Regions from separate parts of the Arachis hypogaea genome. Here region 2 is linked to region 1. The links are chromatin contacts, called in public Hi-C maps. All regions are on one chromosome and are shown on one strand. The core of a region is the stretch at or near the end of the contact, and the rest is flanking DNA. Distances in the headings are between cores, read along the strand shown.

The links. A called contact is a pair of places that touch in the nucleus more often than the background predicts.
Region 2: a Hi-C map of an unstated tissue shows a contact between it and region 1, with 2.4 times the contacts expected there. The contact joins the enhancer-like site here to the promoter of LOC112800445 in region 1. A contact is called at or near these places in 2 of 8 Hi-C or Micro-C datasets (leaf and an unstated tissue).

What each region holds. Positions count from the first base shown.
Region 1 is chr1:21,240,620-21,245,610 of arahy.Tifrunner.gnm2.J5K5, forward strand. LOC112800445 reads right to left here and starts at 2,773. Exons shown (of 4, transcript XM_025842730.3): 1 at 2,429-2,773; 2 at 1,994-2,165; 3 at 864-934; 4 at 410-778. The coding sequence starts at 2,587. The coding sequence ends at 569.
Region 2 is chr1:21,366,270-21,371,665 of arahy.Tifrunner.gnm2.J5K5, forward strand. No RefSeq gene overlaps it. Among protein-coding and RNA genes, the nearest start is that of LOC112800456, 11 kb to the left of the region's middle. Within about 2 kb of position 4,097, at least 3 of the 3 cell types and tissues checked have open chromatin away from gene starts, as enhancers often do.

The sequences.
Region 1 (4,991 bases), core at 1,523-4,022:
GATAATCCTATTCGCTTGTGTCTTTGGTGAACAATTCCTTGAGTTTCTTTTATGGTCAGGAACAATTCCTTGTTAATGAACCTAGAGAAAGCCGATGCCAAACATTGGTTTTGGATGAGCCCATAGAGACTAGTTAAATAGACTCACAGCCTCAAGATAAAAAATATTACTTACAAGGCTTACCAAAAACATTGACGACCCATAAATAAGAGTAGAATAAAAAGATGTGATTTACATATCATTTCTTTTCTAATTAATTTTATTTTGATTCCTACAAAATTTTTCTTTTGAATTTAGGTTTGCAAAGATTTAAAAGTTGATTATTTTAATCCGGAATGTCAATTTGTTCCATTGAGTGCTGACGTGATATATTCAATGTCCATGCGCGAAACTAGGATCTTGGCCCTCATACGTGTTAACTGTTACACAATTACATTCATTCAATTGGTAATGTGTAGGAAACTACCATTCTAAATTGTACAGTTGATAACAATTTAGTCAAATTGTTCAAATCATTTAATGGTTCTCAATTATCAACTTCACATGAAGTTTGTACAACGATGATACATTACCGATGCAGTTCATTCGCCATGGACGGCAGCCACCTCTCCCCCCTAATCTTTTTCAAATTGTTAACTCTTTCCTCCTCTCTCTTGGCTTTAGCTTTTGCTGCTGCGACTTTGGCTTCAAATTTAGCTAAGGATTTCTTGTTCGCGTCATTTGCTGCGGCAATTAAATCTTTCCCTTCGACAGCAACAGATTTAACCCGCCTTTTAAACTGTTGACTCAATCCATATAAGACAAACAGGCAATAAGACAAAAGAGACATGTATGTATAGATTTTAAGATTTTAACTACTACACCTTCTTTGATTTCTCATCAATATCATCTCCAGGAAGTAATCTCGGTCGTTTCTTTGGTGGTTCGGGTTCATCTGCAGCCACATATATACATATAAGCCTAAACCTTAAACCCTAAACTACATACAAAATGCAATGCAATTGTCAATATTGGAAAATAAATCACAAATTTGAGTATTATTATTTTTATCATTAAACATCATAAAGTGCATCAGTTTCTCAGCATGCTAAAGACAAAAATCGTCATGGTAACGATAAGGGTGGACAAACACATCATTAATTAGTTGCAAAAGTGGACGTTCTGCTAAGGTGGGCGACCCACATGTTTTCGATCTTCAACTTCAAGTGGTGTTTGTAAGCAACTTATGATTAGACTGTATTCAATTTGCCTTGAAGTGAAATGGTGAGATGGTAAGATGAAAAGTAAAAGTGAGAGAAAAGTAGTTTGTTTATTGACTTAGTGTTAAACAAGGATTTTATAATGTACTAATATAAGCATAAAAAGTTTTAGTTTTCCTGTTTAGATGTTAGATTGAATTCATCGCTTCAAGATTGTGTTTTAGATCCCTAAACCAACTAAGTTAGATGAACCGAACTATAACACTTGTAAAATTTACATAATTATATGATCCAGTGGTTAGCAAGTACAATCATTGTGGTTCAGTTGGGCAACAAGTTGAGGCAGACCAAATAAGAAGCCATAATAGCAGAGGCCCTAGGCATGCATGCTAGTACTTGCACAAAACTGACACTTGACAACTTCTCAGAAACTCAATGCTTAACTAACTAACAAAATAGATAATTGATTGTCATGCAACATCACAAAACAAAACAAACACTAAAAAGTTCAAAGAAAAAAAAAATCATTTGAAATTTTTCTGATGGGGTCAACAAAACAATAGATTGCAGAGTACATCCTGGGGATCCACCTTCTCAACCATTAGAGAATCAGGTGCGTGTTCTATATTCTGAAAAAAAGTTAGTACTATTATTATGAAATGCAGCTTTTTTGCAACATTACAGAGATTAAATAATTAAAGATAGAAACCATAAATATATATTGAAATTTCAAAACCAAGCATGAATAGACAAGTAAGCCAGTAGAAAAGGGGTCATTTGATTCAGTGAGTTACCAAAATGATCAAACACTATTCCTGGTTGGCGAACATGCTTGAACAAGCGAATGCCAGGTTCTCTTACTTCTTCTTCTTGGTTGATCTTGGGATCTTCATCATTCAGAACAGGATCAGGTTCCTTCACTATCTCTATAGTCTCTTCCAACATGTCATGTAGAAGCTTTTGTGCCTGCCATGAGCATCATCATCACCATAAGACCAAGAAAAAGGAATTGGGAAACGTGGAACATAACACCCACTCATTAGAGTTTTCTTTCAAAAAAAATAAATTCCTAGGCCGACATATTAGATATAAACCATTCCTATATTTTTATCTAAATTTTAAAAGAAAAAGACAAATAAATGAAAATTCCTCTAACCATTGTAAATAAGAGAAAGGACATATGTGTCCTCAGCTTACAAATCAGAGTTTAGAAACAGAAAGAAACGAACCTGGAGTTGGTAGTGCTTAAGGTGTGGGGCTTTGGGCTTGCGTTCTTGGGCGGCATTGGGATTGGGGTAAGTGGTGGTTCCGGCGATGGAATTGATGGCCGCCCTCCATGCCGCATCACCATCTTCTTCGCCACTGCTGCTGCTGCCTCCAGCTTCCATCCAACTTCAACTTTTCTTTAGGAATTAGGACACTTCACCTAAGAATAATTGGGCTTTTTCTAGGGATACCACCTATTGGGCCTAATTTTTAACTAATTCTTTAAGAAATATAAAAGACAAAGAGGGCTTAAAACTTATTACCTATTAGATGGACAAAACCATCTTCAGACCATAAATAATTGGCATAATAATGTTCCGGCCCAAATACTATGTCGTTTTGTGGTTCATCAGTCATCACCAAACTCCTAAAAGTGTTGAATTGTTTTTTTTTTTCAAATTTTTTTTTTATTTATGAAATAAATTGTAAGAGATTATATTTTATTATTTTATTCTCTAAAGTGAAATTTAAAATGTAGATGATCCAAATATGTAAATTTTAATCTCTTTGGGAGTTTCTTGTGGCAAAGCAAGGAGAGCTAATTGGAGATTTCCTTGACATGGTCACTTAATTGGACACTGTCTAGGTTTCCAATTCACTTTGTGAACTTTCTTTTTAGCTCACAAGAGTTTCCTTACTTGGTTATAATTTAAGTTCATAATGGTGTACCTTGTACCAAATTATCTTTCCACATTTCATAATTACTAATTAAACTATAGATGTTTTCTGTAAAATGTTGCCATACAAAATAGATATATTATATATTCAAATGAAATTATGTCTAATTTATATATGTATTTGATTAAACTTTATGATAAGTAATTCAACCAATGATCCATGTATTCATCGATTATCTAAATCGATTTTAAGAACTATGTGTATAATTTCTCAAGGGCAAGGAGCTGCTCTCCAAAAGGAATTTGGGTGTACAAATACATAATACACTTAGATTTTTCCAATAGAAAAGATGACAAACAGTAAAATTATTTTCTCTACATTTTTTTATTTTTGTGTCAGGAAATGTACAATTGTGTATTGATTAATTGGTTTAGTAGAATCATTTTGTCCCAAGTATTAATTGGTTTAGTAGAATCGTTTTGTCCCAAGTGATTTTTCTTTTCCTCTTCACTGGAAATTACAACTTGCAATCATGTTCTATTTCTAGCTTGTCAGAATTTCATAATTTGCTTCTGAAATTTAGTTGATGGACTCATGAGAAAGTGATGTTATGTTTACGCCACTTTTTACTACTGTTTTTTTTTTTTTTCTAATTCTTTTGAAATAATAATTTTTTCTTTGGTCTCTTCTTGTATTGGGTGCCTAAGATGCTCGCAAAACCAATAATCTAAAAGTTACTTCTCATTTATTAATTCTATAATATTAATTACATTTTAAAATATTGAATACATTATAAACTTGAAAAAAAATCCGATAAAAAAAGATAATTTTAATAATAAAAATTTTTAATTTGTAGACCTTTTGTCCAATATATTATCTATTATTTATTACATTATCTATTATCTATCTATTTATTATATTAAAATTAGGTTCATACACTTAATATAAAGATTATATAACATACTGCTAAGAGTATTTTTCAATTTATTTTATTTAATTCATTAAATTTATTTTATTATAATAAATTAATTTATTAAATAATTTAATTAAATATTTAAGTATCACATAATTTATTATAATTTATATCAATCAATTAATTGTAATTCATTATATCAGATAATTGATTGATTAATTTTGCATAATGAAATAGTGGAAGTTGCTCTAGGTTAAAATTCACATTTTGATTTACTAATAAAATAAAAGAACAATCTCTATAATTATTTAAATTATCTTTCCATAAAGTAATCTATATATATCGAATTCTAATAAAATTTTATCTATTTTTAGTGTTATATCTTATAGAGTATTGAGTAAATATTTTTTCACATATTATATTAAGACTTTGTCTACTAAAATTCATTATAATCAAAATTTCACTATGTCGTAGCATACATGTAAAGCTTTATTTTCTCACATTATTTATTTATTTATTTAATTTACATAAATTACATTGAAAATTTTTATTTAATTACATAATTTTTGAAAGAGAGTTTTGTAATATATTCTTTTATTTTCTCCTTCCATATACCCCAATATATCCTTTTTGTATTCTAGTGTAATCTCATGACTATATTTTATTTAATTTTATTTTTTTATATATAATGTTAAATCTCTTTGTAATTGTAATTCCTTTACATACGATTTTCACATTGCAGATGTGAAACTACACTTTGATACCAAGAGATTTTTATATATATTAATTAAAGTGTTCGATCACGTGCTTTTTTTAATCTAATTAAACTTTTTTAATATATATATAACCATGATATCCACCATAAAGTATGATAACTAATTATTCCTTAACTTAATTAAATGTACTTTAATTGAGGAAATAGTTTCACGTGAATTTTAAATATTTTCTAAAATGTGTTATTTCACTTGAATATTAATTCTAATAGAGACATAAAT
Region 2 (5,396 bases), core at 2,847-5,346, 130 kb after region 1:
GATTTGTCTTTATATATCATTAGTGTATCAATAGATATGATATCTATTTTTTTAATGTGGATGTAAATAATAAATTTAGAATTAATTAACTTCATAAGATTATACAAATTCCGACACTTTTTAACTGCAGTTTTTAACAACCGCTTCTAAATGACAGTCTAAAAGAAGTTAGCACAACGGACATGACATGTTATAAAAAGAGAGAGAAAAGAGAGAGAAAACCTTAATAAGAAAAAAACGTTGTTATTAGTTTATTACTTTACCTACTAAAATTAATTTATAGTAAACAATAATTATTTGTAACATTTTTTCCCATAGTTACATGTAATTGATATAACTTTACTATTTATTTATACTTTAGTCAAAAAATATAGTCAAATTCAACATAATAAAAATTCACTTAATAAAAATGGTTTCATTTATTTTTATCCGATCTCATAAAAATTGGGCACAATAACAACCAACTTAACTCTACTTATCTGAATAAGATGAATCTTAACTAACTCATACTTATGTAGAAAAGATATTTTAACAACTTTCTTAACAAAAAGGAATTGTTATCAACTATAAAAAATGAAATTACTCTAAAAGGTGATTATCAATTTTACTACAAAAACATTAACATCCTCGGATATATTGAGAATCCAATTTATTAAAAATTTGTCTAAAATTTTTGCTAACTTAAGTATCGGAGTCTTTTACAGGTACCACCTCTCACCTCCTCACGAGAATTTCGAATGACGGCACCTCGGCACCAACACAAATCGGACATTACTTCAGAAAGAATTTGGACCTCACGTTCAAGCCAAAATCACTGTTTCAAGTAACATTCGAAACACTATTTTTTTTGGGTAATGGATTATATGGATAGCATGATGCATTTAAATTTCAAATACCTATTTTGCCCAAAAAGAAAAACACTAAAAAAATATTAATAACCATTTCAGTTTTACAAATATTAATGATAATAATATTTCTATAAAAAAAAATCATTTTGATTTCTCGTATTTGTTTCGACTAGTAAGTAATAAAAGATCAGAGAACATGAATTTCTTATACGCATTATAAATATATTTTGGTTCATGAGAGCATTTAATTTTTTTTCTTACTAGATAGGATTTAATTATTCTTTTCTTAATAGAAAATGACAAAAAGAAAAAATATTAATTCCCCAATTAAAAGTAGCTTGATCATTAACGATTGGAGAAGAATTATCCAAATTATTGTATGTTTTAGGTTTTGTTAGTGTTCACAAGTGGTTACCTGAGCAAAATGTTGAGTGAAAGGGATGGTAAAGCTTTTTAAATCTGTGTGGAAAAATATTTACAAGAAACTTTAACGCCGTCGACGAAGTAAATGTTTTAAATGTTTGAGTAAAGTATCGTTTTTGTCTCTAACATTTGGGGTAAATTCTATTTGTGCCTCTAACGTTTAAATCGTCCTATTTGTATCTGTAACGTTTATAAAAGTGATTCAATATTATCCTACTATCAATTATACTAACAAATCAGATTATATTTTTCAATTATTCTCACTTGGATATATTCATTCTCAATAGGTCTTACTTGGATGTGTTCGATTTTAATATTATACCCACTCTTTGTGTTTAGATTCAATTATGTTCCCTAGAAAAGTAAATTATATAAATGTTGTAGGAATTAATTTCAACTTTCGATGAGCTATTTTTCGGAGTGGATCATCGATTCTATCCTAAACATTTGTATTCTAACTTTAAGAAGAGATTTTTAAAACTATACTAAAGCGATCATGATGTGTAATTGACGACAGGATAACATTGAATCACTTTTACAAATATTAGGAATACAAATAGGACGATTTAAACGTTAGGGACACAAATAAAATTTACCTCAAACATTAAAGACAAAAACGATATTTTACTCTAAATGTTTTTAGGATTAGATTGCACCTTGAGCGTGCATTGAGCGTTCTATTTATAATATTTGGTGAAAATTGGGAAGAAATTTTGCGGAATTCGTGCCAGATCTTCCAAGGATTGGCATGCCCCAGGCAGGACATTCTTGAATTGATTTCAACTTGTAAACCCATCTCAAGAGTTAGAGGGTAACAGGTAACCAAGAATAATTTTTATAAATCATTTTCAGTTGTTAGTTGTTAAGCCACTATCAGTTGTTGAAATAACATTTTTAAAAGAGAGCAACGGATTTTTTCCTTTAATTATTTGCAATTGCTTTTTATAATGTAATTTTTTCATATTCATTTAGTTTCAAAAAGTTTCCTTTTACCTTGGTTTGTTTCTCCTACATTTATGTGCTATGGGAATCAATCAATAGAAATGGCTAAACGATCATAAGATGATTAATGGCCTTAGTGCACAGCACACCATGTTTGAAATTGTCTTCTATAATTCTATTTTAATGACCCAAAAAGCGTTTCCCTTTTTCTTTTTAATTTTTTTAAAATTCTTCCCATTCCCTTAGTCTAAAGTCTATCGTCTTTATATATGTCACAGATTTTAGCTTTTACCGTTTCTATGCCCCCCCACAAAACACACAACTTTTTCATGAAGGAAAGTGCTTCATCAAGAGGCAGCTTTTGCCCATGAATTGAAAGCCAATCAATTTGAAAGTACACAAAACAATCAAAAGGGGAAAAAATAATTAATAGTGGGTTCATCTTTTTATGGTTGCACATCTCAAACTTCTCATGGGGTGCTTGCCCCTTCTATTTGACATATCATTACTCTTCCCTTTTTGCAAAAATTTTCCTCTTCGAGTTAAAAACAATTATGATGAGTGGCTATTGGTTTTTTCTTTTATGTCAAACGATTCAATTTCGCTGATAGATAGAAACAAATATAATTTAAAAAATATTACATGAATACTCAAATTAGCTATCTGTATAAAAATAAAAAATATCATAGTTATATTTATGATTAAAATTAATAGAAAATATAATCAACCTATAGTTACATTTATAATAACACTTAATATAAAAATAGTAAAACTCGATTCACATTAATAATCTAATTAGAATCAAATTTATAATCAAAATACAAATAAAAATATAAAAATACCTACGGCGGCAAGTCGGCAACTTATATGTTTGCACGCATTGTTCAAAAGTTTAATTATTCTAAAAAAATTTGATTATTCTAATAGGAACTTACTCTATTGAAAAAACTTGTGAAACATGCATAAATATACATAATTATAAATACATATACATGATGGCTAAATAAGAAGCTATGCTTTGTTAATTAATAATGTACTTTATGAATCTTAATTTGGCCGATGATCATCTTTCGGATCCTATCAACATTAGGCAGCAGCAATCGTAAATTAATTTTCCAGCATGATCAATAATGGACAGCCACTGGTCGGTTGCTTTGTGTATTAGGGTTCTTTAAGGAGAGATTGATCATTCATGCATGCATGTTGGCCCATACCACCTTTCTTCTTTTCTTCTATATGCATATTTTAAAGCTTGATGCTTATTCCCACACATATTGTAAGCGTGCAAAGATATAGAGAGAGAAAGAGAGAAATTAACAGTGAGTCTCCCTTTTTTTTTTTCGATGAGTGCCCACTGTATTCCGTGTACTATTTTAATCGACGAACACTCCCATGCAATTTCTTTATATAAAGTTGATAACTGAAAATTATTAAATAATAATTTAGTGAAATTTATCAAATTATTTAGCAATTCTTAAATATCAATTTCATATGAAGACAATTGTAAATGAATTTTCACCCTTTTAATTTGTACGAATGTTTTTCTTAAAACTTTAGTATTTTTTTTTTTACATTTTATTTTATAGATAAGATAGCAATGACAACGACCAGCTTATGTCTTTTATGTTTTCTATGGGTACAGTTTCTGTAGAAAAGATGAACTCAGGTGTTAAATCATTTCCAACTCAATGAATAGTAGGTTCTTCAGGGATCTTTGTCTCTGTGTCTCTGTTTTCCATCTTTAAACAAACCCCGAGTTTCTAGATACAAAAAACAATATAAATTTTTAATTTATGAACAATGAAGTATATAAAGCTAAGCCACAGTACAGCACGAGAAAAGAAAGCCTTGCTAGTTGCAACTAAAACAAAACTAAATTGTCGGATCCTGCAAGCCTGCAACTTGGCTAAAATTAAATTCATTCAGACTTGAAGCTTTACGCAATGGAGGAGCCCACAGTAGAACTCAGCAGAAAAAAGGCTTCGGCCCAGAAATAAACTAAGCAACACAAAGTTCGGCCCATATTTCTTTTTTCAAGAGGTTTTTCTTTTTTTTGGTAATATTTTTCAAGACGTATTTATAACTACTACCCCGTGCCTCCTTCTCCGAAACCCAAAATAATAAGAGGACCAAATTAAGGAAAACAACATCACCAACAAAAAAGAAGATTCAATGTGTTGATGTCCTTTTTTTTCCCTCAATAATAATAAGAATATTGTACTATAAATAAATGAAATGAAGAGATATTTTAATGTGAATCTTTTATATATATATATATATATGCTACAAATATTAAGGCTAAATCTATTAACATTTATTAAGAAAATAAAGTATTTATCATCTTAATTTATCTCATATTTTTGTTATTATTTATGTGTAAATAATAATAATAATAATAATAATAATAATAATAATAATAATAATAATAATAATAATATGTTGAGCTGAGAGTGGATTTGCAAGTTTAATTTTAAAATCAAACTATGTTGTATTTCATCACTAGTTATAAATATTGAATGTGAATTTATCAAAATTTCTAAGAGTATGTTTGCTATATATGTATCTCAAGAAAGTAAAAAAGAAATGAAGGAGAAGAGAGAGGAAGGAAGTGAAGACAAAGCTAAAGCATAGATGGGAGGATATAGATGCAGAAACTTAAATTAAAAGTAGAAAAATAAATTAAAAATTATTTATTACAGAAAGCTTGAAAAAGAAAGCTCGAAAAAGAAAGATCAGAGTAAAAGGCTTACAAAGGATTCTCAGAGCCTCTCTCTAATTTCTCTCTCTATTCTTTTTCTTCTAAAAACTATGCTCCAAAATGTTGCTGAAGCGCATTTTTTATAGGCTTAGATTCTACTGTTTCTACAGTACAGGTAATGTTGACCTACATTATAGCTACAGTATTGAAGAATGAACTTTTGTGTGGTCTAGAATTCACAAATATATTCGCGTTGCTAGTATATTTTCTAAACCAACAAAGAATCATTTCATACAAAAATTTGTTTGTCACAAGTAACAAACCCCTTAAAAGTAATAACCGAAGTATTCAAACCTTGGGTCGTCTCTCAAGGAATTGCAGGGAAGTGTGCTTATAATTGGTTATGGAAAAGTATGTTTTGGGATTTTGAATGAGAAACAAGAAATGTAAATGGTAATGAAAATCAATGATAAAGAGGTCTTGGC